2 separate regions of the Mus musculus genome follow, and region 1 is linked to region 2. A link is a contact called in public HiChIP or PLAC-seq data. All regions are on one chromosome and are shown on one strand. Each heading gives the region's core, a stretch centred on a gene start, on an enhancer-like site or on the middle of the called end of the contact. The rest is flanking DNA. Distances are from core to core; before and after follow the strand shown.

Region 1 (3,863 bases), core at 688-3,187, 82 kb after region 2:
CAGCATGCATGCACACACACAAGAAAATTAAAGGTCGTGGGTAGGTGGATTAAAGACCAAGTAAATCTAAACATAAGTGTATGAACAAGAAAAAAATCATTTTTTAATGCTAGATGTCACATAGAAGACAGGGATTGATGTGTTGCCCAGTACTCAATATTGAGAAAGAAGAGAGGAAAGGGGAGGAGAGAAAGGGCGAAGGAAGGAGAATTAGGAGGAAAAGAATAGGGAGAGCAAGAGAGGGGAAGGGATAAGAGATAGAGTGATATGGGGAGTCAGAGGAGAAGGGAGGACAAGAGAAGACAGCAGTTCTTTATTTGAAAGAAAGAAGATGCCAGAGCAGACCAAACATCCACCCCAAAAGTTGAACATATGAATATATTATAATAATTAATTAAAGGACTGTCACCCAAGAGGGGTAAACAAATTAATTATTCTGTTTGACAGCATAAGGGCAAAACTCAGGAATTAGCTGAGTAAAAAAAAAAAAAAAAATGAAGATATTATTGAGTTTATATTGGTTGGACATGCCAAGCTAGGCAATCTGGGTGGTGAATCATCAATTGAAGGTATAATTATATGCATGATAATCATAACAAAGCAAGGATTTGGTCTGGACAGGAAGCTCAGCAGTTAACAGCACTTGTTGCCTTTGCAGAGGAACAGGGTTTGGTTCTATCATAGTCAATGGTCGATTGCTGTGAAGAGACGCCATAAGCAAAACATTATAATGGGAAACATTTATTAGGGATTGCTTACATTTTTGGAGGATTATTCCATTATCTCCCTGGTAGGAAGCATGATGGCACACAGGCAGACATGGTGTGGAGAAGGAGCAGAGAGAATCTGGATCCACAGGCAACAGAAAGAGACAGTGACCCACTTAGGTTCTAAAGAACCTCAAAGCCCACCCCAAGTAACACACTTTCTCCCACAAGGCCATACCTTCTAATCTTTTCAACAGTCCCACCCCCATGACTAAGCATTCAAACCTGTGAGTCTATGGGGTCATTCTCATTTAAATCCCAAGGGGTTCCCAGCATCAGACATGGATGCCCACAGCTGTAAGTGTAACTCCAATTACAGGGTATCAGATACTCTTACATGTTTTTAAAAAAAAATAAAGAAAAGCAATGATGGAACAGAGAGAGGGTGAGTAATGGACAATAGCTTTCCACATTCAATAGCACACAGGATACTTGCAGTCAGCCACAGTCAAAGGAATGTTTCAGAACAGCTCATTGGAAGCACTTCAGTGTTACCACGTGGGGAAGTGGCAGGTATTCGAGGTGACAGAAATGCCAGTTATGGTGACCTGACTGTTCCACGATACACTTGTGTACACCACCACCACAGTGCATGTGTGATTACTGTATATCAAGTAAAAATCAAAATGAAAGTCAAAAGTAAAGAAACATACTAAAGCCTGCCGTATTCCCTATTATACTAGGGGGAGTAACCAGGATGAGGGGAGATTTTATGTTTTATATATTTTTATCTTAAATGAACTTGTGCACATATTTCAATATATATCAAGGATTTGCCCAAAACATCGATAAAATCTTCACCTCCCAAAACTGGTTTAGAAATGTCTCCTCGTAAATAAACAGGGAACCAAATAAACCATTGGAGGCTGACAAAATTTTTCACTGTTTAGAGGGAAATACTCATAATTTTTACAAAGAGATTCTGTAGAAAAAGCTATGTTCAGTTGGTGGTTGTAAACCAGAAGTATGACTCCAGCCCTGATGAGTTGCAACAAATGAGATAAGTGTGAAGACAAAGGGCCCAGCTGGCCGTAATCTCTGAGCAAGTATCTGAGGTTCTACTTGGAAAGTGAAATCAAAGTGGAGTTAATAGAACTTTTTCTATTGTTAGGCAATAGGCAACCCTAGACAGGATGTGATTTGACAGTTATACGGTTTGGGAGATGACTGTACAGCTAATTCTCTCTGAGAAACCCTTGTTCAGTTCACTAACAATAACACAGCAGAGACCTGAGGTGACATTAAGGAAATAAAAGTCAATGACTTCCTCCAAGCTAGAAAGACTGTGTTCCTCACAGAGTGTCCTGGTAGCAAGTGAGTCACACTGAAGAGTGTGAGCACACGGAGCCAGCGATGTTCACTTAACGTATTCTGGAGTTGAAAATGTGCCTAGTTGGTTATTCAGAAATTCCCTTGGGAGGAAAGTCATCAGGAGACCACACTCAGGTAAAACATTGCCTTTCTGTGTGCTAAGGAACAAAGAATGGATTGCAAGAATGCTCCAAACAAGATTATGAATGACAACAACATGCTCAGGATTCAAGAAAGATGTTGTCTTCATTAGGATTTCTATTGCTATGAAGAGGCACCATGACCACAAAAATTCTTATGATGAAAAACATTTCATTGGGGCTGGCTTTCAGTCTAAAGGTTATGTCCACCATTGTCATGGCAGGAAGCATGGTGGCATGCAGGCAGACATGGTGCTGGCCAGTTAACTGAGAATTCTACACCTGGATCCACAGGCAGCAGGAAAAGTCTGAACTTTTGAAACCTCAAAGCTTATGCCCAGTGACACACTTCTTCCATCAATGTCACAACGTACTGCAACAAGGCCAATTGTCCCAATCCTTTCAAGTAATGCCATTTACTATGAGCCAGTCGGGACCATTTTCATTCAAACAAGCACAGGTGTGTCTATTCCTAAGGGAGGCAAAGTTCTGTATGAACTCACCCTGGAAAGTTTTTGTTTTATTATGTTGCTAATATTTCAAGTTATCATTTAATAAATGTTAATTTTATCATTCTTAACCTCCTTATGCATTTATAACCTACAGGAAATTTTTTTAAAATTCTCTCACAAATTTTGTTTTGTTTTTTCAAGACAATGTAGACCAAGCTGTCCTTGAACTCATGGGTGATCCTCTTGCCTTTGTTTTCTGAATGCTGAGATTTCTGGTATGGATTAGCACCCCAAATCTAATCATACACACACACACACACACACACACACACACACACTCACACACACACACATCGCCGCTGCCATCATCGTTGTCTTCATGTCATCGTCGTCATCATCATCATTACTCTAAAATTAATCTCCATGCTTCTTACAATCCCTGTGCATCCTCTTGGCTTGCAGGAATTTAGTTATGGTTCTAAGCTACAGTCAAGTGAAATGTGCTCAGCTGTGTTCAGAGTAGCATGGCTTCTGCATTTTTGTGGGTTGGAGAACTGAACCACTGCCTCTAGAAGCCCTGTGTTAAAGGCTTGATCTCAAGACTTTGGGACTATTGGTAGGTAGTAGGAGGTGGGGCTTATAGATGGAGTACATTAGGACACTTGGTCTAAGGGCATGCCCCTGAAGCTGCCTGTAGGACTATGGTCTTTCTTCTCACTTTGCTTTCTAGCTACCATGTAGTTAGTACTTTCCTGACCATATGACACCACAATGATGCACTGACTCCTCACAGCCCCAAAAGAAATAGAGTAAGAAATAGAGTCAAAATAAGCATTTTCACTTTTTTCTTTTTCTTTTATTAGGTTTTTTTCATTTATATTTCCAATGCTATCCCAAAAGTCCGGCATATCCTCCCCCCACCCACTCCCCTACCCACACACTCCCACTTCTTGGCCCTGGCATTCCCTTGTACTGAGGCATATAAAGTTTGCATGACCAATGGGCCTCTCTTTCCACTGACTAGGCCATCTTCTGATACATACACAGCTAGAGACACGAGCTCCGGGGGGTAATGGTTAGTTCATATTGTTGTTCCACCTATAGGGTTGCAGATACCCCCAGCTCCTTGGTTACTTTCTCTAGCTCCTATATTGGGGGCCCTGTGATCCATCCAATAGCTGACTGTAAGCATC
Region 2 (4,261 bases), core at 72-2,571:
TCACACATGAAACTTTAAACTTTGAGTAAGTCACAAAAATAGTATGTGTGTCTGTGAATCTTATGGTGTGCTTGGAGTCCAGAAGAGGGCATGGCATTCTTGGGAAGTACAGTTATTTGCTGTCGTGTGCGTACTAGGATTTGAACCTAAGCCTTCTGGAAGAGCAGCCAGTGTTTTAACCTCTGAACTATCTCTCCAGACTCAAAGTTTTTCTTTAAGAGTGAATATTCTTGTCTTTCTTTTCTTTTCCTTTCCTTTCTTTTCTTTTTCTTTCTTTCTTTCTTTCTTTCTTTTTTTTTTTTTTTTTTTTTTTGGTGTTGTTTTTTGAGACAGGGTTTCTCTGTGTAGCCCTGACTGTCCTGGAACTCACTCTGTAGACCAAGCTGACCTCCAACTCAGAAATCTGGCTGCCTCTGTCTCCCCAGTGCTGGGATTAAAGGCGTGCATCACCACTACCTGGTGAATATTCTCTTATTGTCTCTCGGTAGTAATTTCTATTATCATAATGCCTATGGACTTTGTACATGGGAGAAGATAATATGAAAACTTTTATTCTTCTTTTCTTAAGACATGTTTGTATACAATATAGCTGTATTAAAGCTCTTAGAGTGTACTGAGAAGAAATGAATCGCTTTTGGCAAGTTACAGTATCAAGTTTCTCATAAGGGAGAAGAAAGATGAGAAATAGCCTTCAGAAAGGCACCGAGAGTCAGTGAAGATGTGTCTGCGTGCTGGAGTACTTATCTTCCCCACACCCTTGGAGTGATCCCCAGCACCATAATTAAAAATAAAAATGTATCTTTCTTCTGAAAGAAAGAGGAAAGTCATTTATATGGCTTCAGCAAAGAGCTTCTGAAAGCCTGTTTTGACAGAATGGGGGTTCTGAGAGCATCAAGACATAAGATCAAAACGCCCACAAGACTAAGATGAGAGGAGAAATGCCTCCCTTGTGAAACTCAGCCAGCTCTCTTTTAAGCAAATCTCTTGTAAAGTTTTTTTTTTCAATTCAGTGTCTAGATTTGCACAATGTAAATCCAGAGCAGAGACTCATTGGACAATATATTATTTACAGTCATGTCTGGAATAAAAGGCTTACAGTTGTCAGCAAAGACATAGTGAGTCTTCAGAAATATTTGTTTTTTAAACATGTTTCATAGTGGGTCATCTTCCACAGTTTTCATCAGCTTAGCTGTTTCAGAAGGACCTGTGTGGGAGCCACTTTTTCCTATCAGCCAAGGCTTTCTTCCTATTCTGAAGTGCTTCTCAGATGAATACTTTGTGTATGCCAACGGTTTCTTGAGGTTGGCACTGTGGTTTGAGTCATCTTAGTGAAACTATGACAAAAAGATGCGCCCAGAGTGAGAGTTAGAGTTGGGCAGACAAAACATGAACCAGAATCTGAGTATGGGGCAGGTACAATTATACCAAGAATACTGTGTGTCTGCAGTAGTGGTTCCTGTGTGCTCTTAATCTTAGGAAGTTGGTAAAGTTAAGCTTTTGTAATTAGAAGCTTTCTAACAAAGTTCCAAAAAGCACAAACTTCAGGCATACAAAAAAAAAAAGGCTAAAGATTTGAGATGATCCTAGGCTAACCTACTCCTCAGGATCCTACTTAGGAAAAATTTTACTCTCTCAGTACTTGTAAGTGTACAGATGAAGCATCTCCATCGTGGGTCCAAGATACACATGCTGGAAAAAGGGTATTAGACTACCACATGTTACATGCTAGAATGCAATGCTGAGACAGAAAAAATACAACTAAGGATGAGTAAGTAAAAATTACTAGTCAGTTAAATGCCTTAGAGGGTAAAGGTGCTTGGTGGCAAGGCACATGACCTGAGTTTGGTCCCCTGGACTCTTCTGATGGAATGATAGTACCAACTTCAGAGGCTTGTCTTCTGACTTCCTCATAGGTGCAATGGTACTAGCATGCTTCCCAGTCTCCTTCCCAACAATAAATCAATAAACAAACAAAAAGCCCAAGTAAGCAAATAAATAAGTATAATTTAAATTTTTCCTACATCCTAACACACAAGAAAACAAAATAAACCCAATACTAAAAGCTTCCTATGAAATATTGGAGACCTGCTTAGGTAAGAGCAGTGCAGCACTGAGGCTGCCTCGGCTGTGTTATGCCACTGTGATTTAATGAAGGACCAGCAGGTCACACTTGCTTTAACAAAGGTTGATGACTAGGTACAGTGAAGGGAGTGTATACAATATAGAAACGGGGGTGGGGGGTGTTAGCTAGCAGGGCTAGAAATGAGCTACATGATTCAGCTTCTGATTGGGTAAGTTAAGGAAAAACCTAAAGAAGCAGAAGACTGCTGTCTTCTGATACCACTTGAGAGTGGAGGACATTCTACAATGGAGGGTTTCAAATAATTTAGTTTATAGGAAAATCAAACAAACTAGAGACCCACGTGATGTAAACTGACAAGGATTTGTAGTTGCTAATCTTAGCCAAGGAAAGGACACGTGGTGTTTTGTGAGTGACAAATGGACTTGTTTTGGTCTGTGCTTATACAAATGTAAGTCATATCTCATGGCATCCATTTAGTGTTTCTTTACGGATACATATTTAGGACTAACCACATGAGATTAGATAAGCCACCAGGAAGCTCTTCACTGCAGAAGACTGATTCTCCTTCAAGAATGGAAGGTTTTAAGCAAAAGGTCATGCTAGGAGACTCCCTAGAGAATCAGACTGAAAAGGAAAAAGGCTGAGGACACAGACCACATTTAGAATGCCAGAAGTTACTATCCAGTATGTGATTAACAACTACTAAAGGTGCTGAACATGGACTAACAAAATCATTAGACGGAAGACCTGAGACAAGTCAGGCAGCTTTACAACAACTTGGGAATACCCTAAGGAGGGCATGTACCAAACAAGGGCCATGGAACTGAGAGAGCTGCTGGAACAAGAGCTTAGAGCTCTTGCCCTACAGCCCCAGGTTGAATCCCACAAGTGACTTTCAGCTTCTGGGAACCTCATTTCTTCTGACCCTTTCCAAGTCCCAAGGCCATGTTCTAATAGTTCTGTGATTTTATAAAAAAGTATAAACAGTATGGTACTGACACAAAAACAGATAGATAGTTTAATGAGATAGAACCAAGGGCTCTGATATAAGATCCGATACCTACAGTCACCTGTTTTTAGACAAAGATGTTGAAAATACACAATGGAGAAAAAGAAAGGATCTTTTAAAAATGGTGCCAGTAAAACTGGATATATACAAGTAGAAAAATTAATCATGATTCTTCTCTCTAATGCTGTACATAAATAAATAGCAAATGGATTAGAGATATCAGTGTTATACCTGAAACCCTAACAGTTCTACAAGAAAGAATAAAGAGTACAAGTCAAAACACAGCTTCAGGAAATGACTTTCTCAATAGGACTCTAGTTTCCCAGGAAAAAAGAACCATCAATCAATAAGTGGGATCTCATGAAACTAAAAGTTTTTTGTCCTGCAAAATATATGGGTATATTTAGACTCAACAGGTTTTTTCTTTTTTGTTTTTGTTTTTGTTTTGTTTTGTTTTGTTTTGTTTTGTTTTAAAGAAGAACGTTGGAGGGTATGAAGTTGGGGGTGGATCTGGGAGGAGTTACAGAGAGATATGGAGGATGAATATGATCAAAATATATGGTATGACCAGAGAATTAATAATAATACATATTCTCACTTTCTAGCAGCATGAGGGGTAGGGGATCTTCATCATACTTACTGCCACACCTTGCTTCAAAAGTAAGAGAGCCAAATGGCCATGGGCTGAAACCTCTGGACCTGTGAGATAAAATTAACTCCTCGTCTTTTTACATTGATTTATCTCAGGCATTTATTACAGTAACAGAATGCTGGCATGCAACACAGTAATCTTACATCACTGGAAAGAAACTCCACCCATCAAAAAATTTCATACATGTGCTGAATACTGTGCTGTGTTCTTGCATGGACAAGGTAGGAAATCAGTTATGGCTTTTACCTTGAGGGTGACTGTGCTGTGTTTTAGGGGTTTAATGTTTTCATGGTGGAAATGGTGAGAAATATAAGCCTCGGGAGTCATCAAATAAGTACCAATGAAAAGATCAGGTCACTGGATTCCAGTGAATGTCAAAGAGAAAGCAAGAAGCACAAATAGACAGAACGCAGGATCTGCCCTGCCACTCTCCCAAGTGTTGGCTGTGTACACATAAACAAGTCAGTCTAGCTTTCTGGGGCAAGAACCTTCACAAAGTACAGGGCCCAACTCATGA

The links. HiChIP or PLAC-seq counts read pairs in DNA pulled down with a chosen protein or histone mark.
Region 1: a BATF HiChIP or PLAC-seq map of CD8 T cells shows a contact between it and region 2, with 14 read pairs. The contact joins two enhancer-like sites. A contact is called at or near these places in 1 of 15 datasets of contacts at CTCF or cohesin (CD8 T cells), 5 of 484 Hi-C or Micro-C datasets (CD8 T cells, Th1 cells, cortical neurons and 1 more) and 3 of 115 datasets of contacts at active chromatin or transcription factors (CD8 T cells, effector CD8 T cells and memory CD8 T cells).

The regions. Positions count from the first base shown.
Region 1 is chr7:58,473,469-58,477,331 of GRCm38.p6, forward strand. No RefSeq gene overlaps it. Among named protein-coding and RNA genes, the nearest start is that of n-TEttc7, 76 kb to the left of the region's middle. Within about 2 kb of position 1,938, at least 24 of the 459 cell types and tissues checked have an H3K27ac peak or open chromatin away from gene starts, as enhancers often do. A contact at or near this core is called in CD8 T cells, effector CD8 T cells and memory CD8 T cells, where this site is marked.
Region 2 is chr7:58,391,675-58,395,935 of GRCm38.p6, forward strand. No RefSeq gene overlaps it. Among named protein-coding and RNA genes, the nearest start is that of n-TEttc7, 5.5 kb to the right of the region's middle. Within about 2 kb of position 1,322, at least 25 of the 459 cell types and tissues checked have an H3K27ac peak or open chromatin away from gene starts, as enhancers often do. A contact at or near this core is called in CD8 T cells, effector CD8 T cells and memory CD8 T cells, where this site is marked.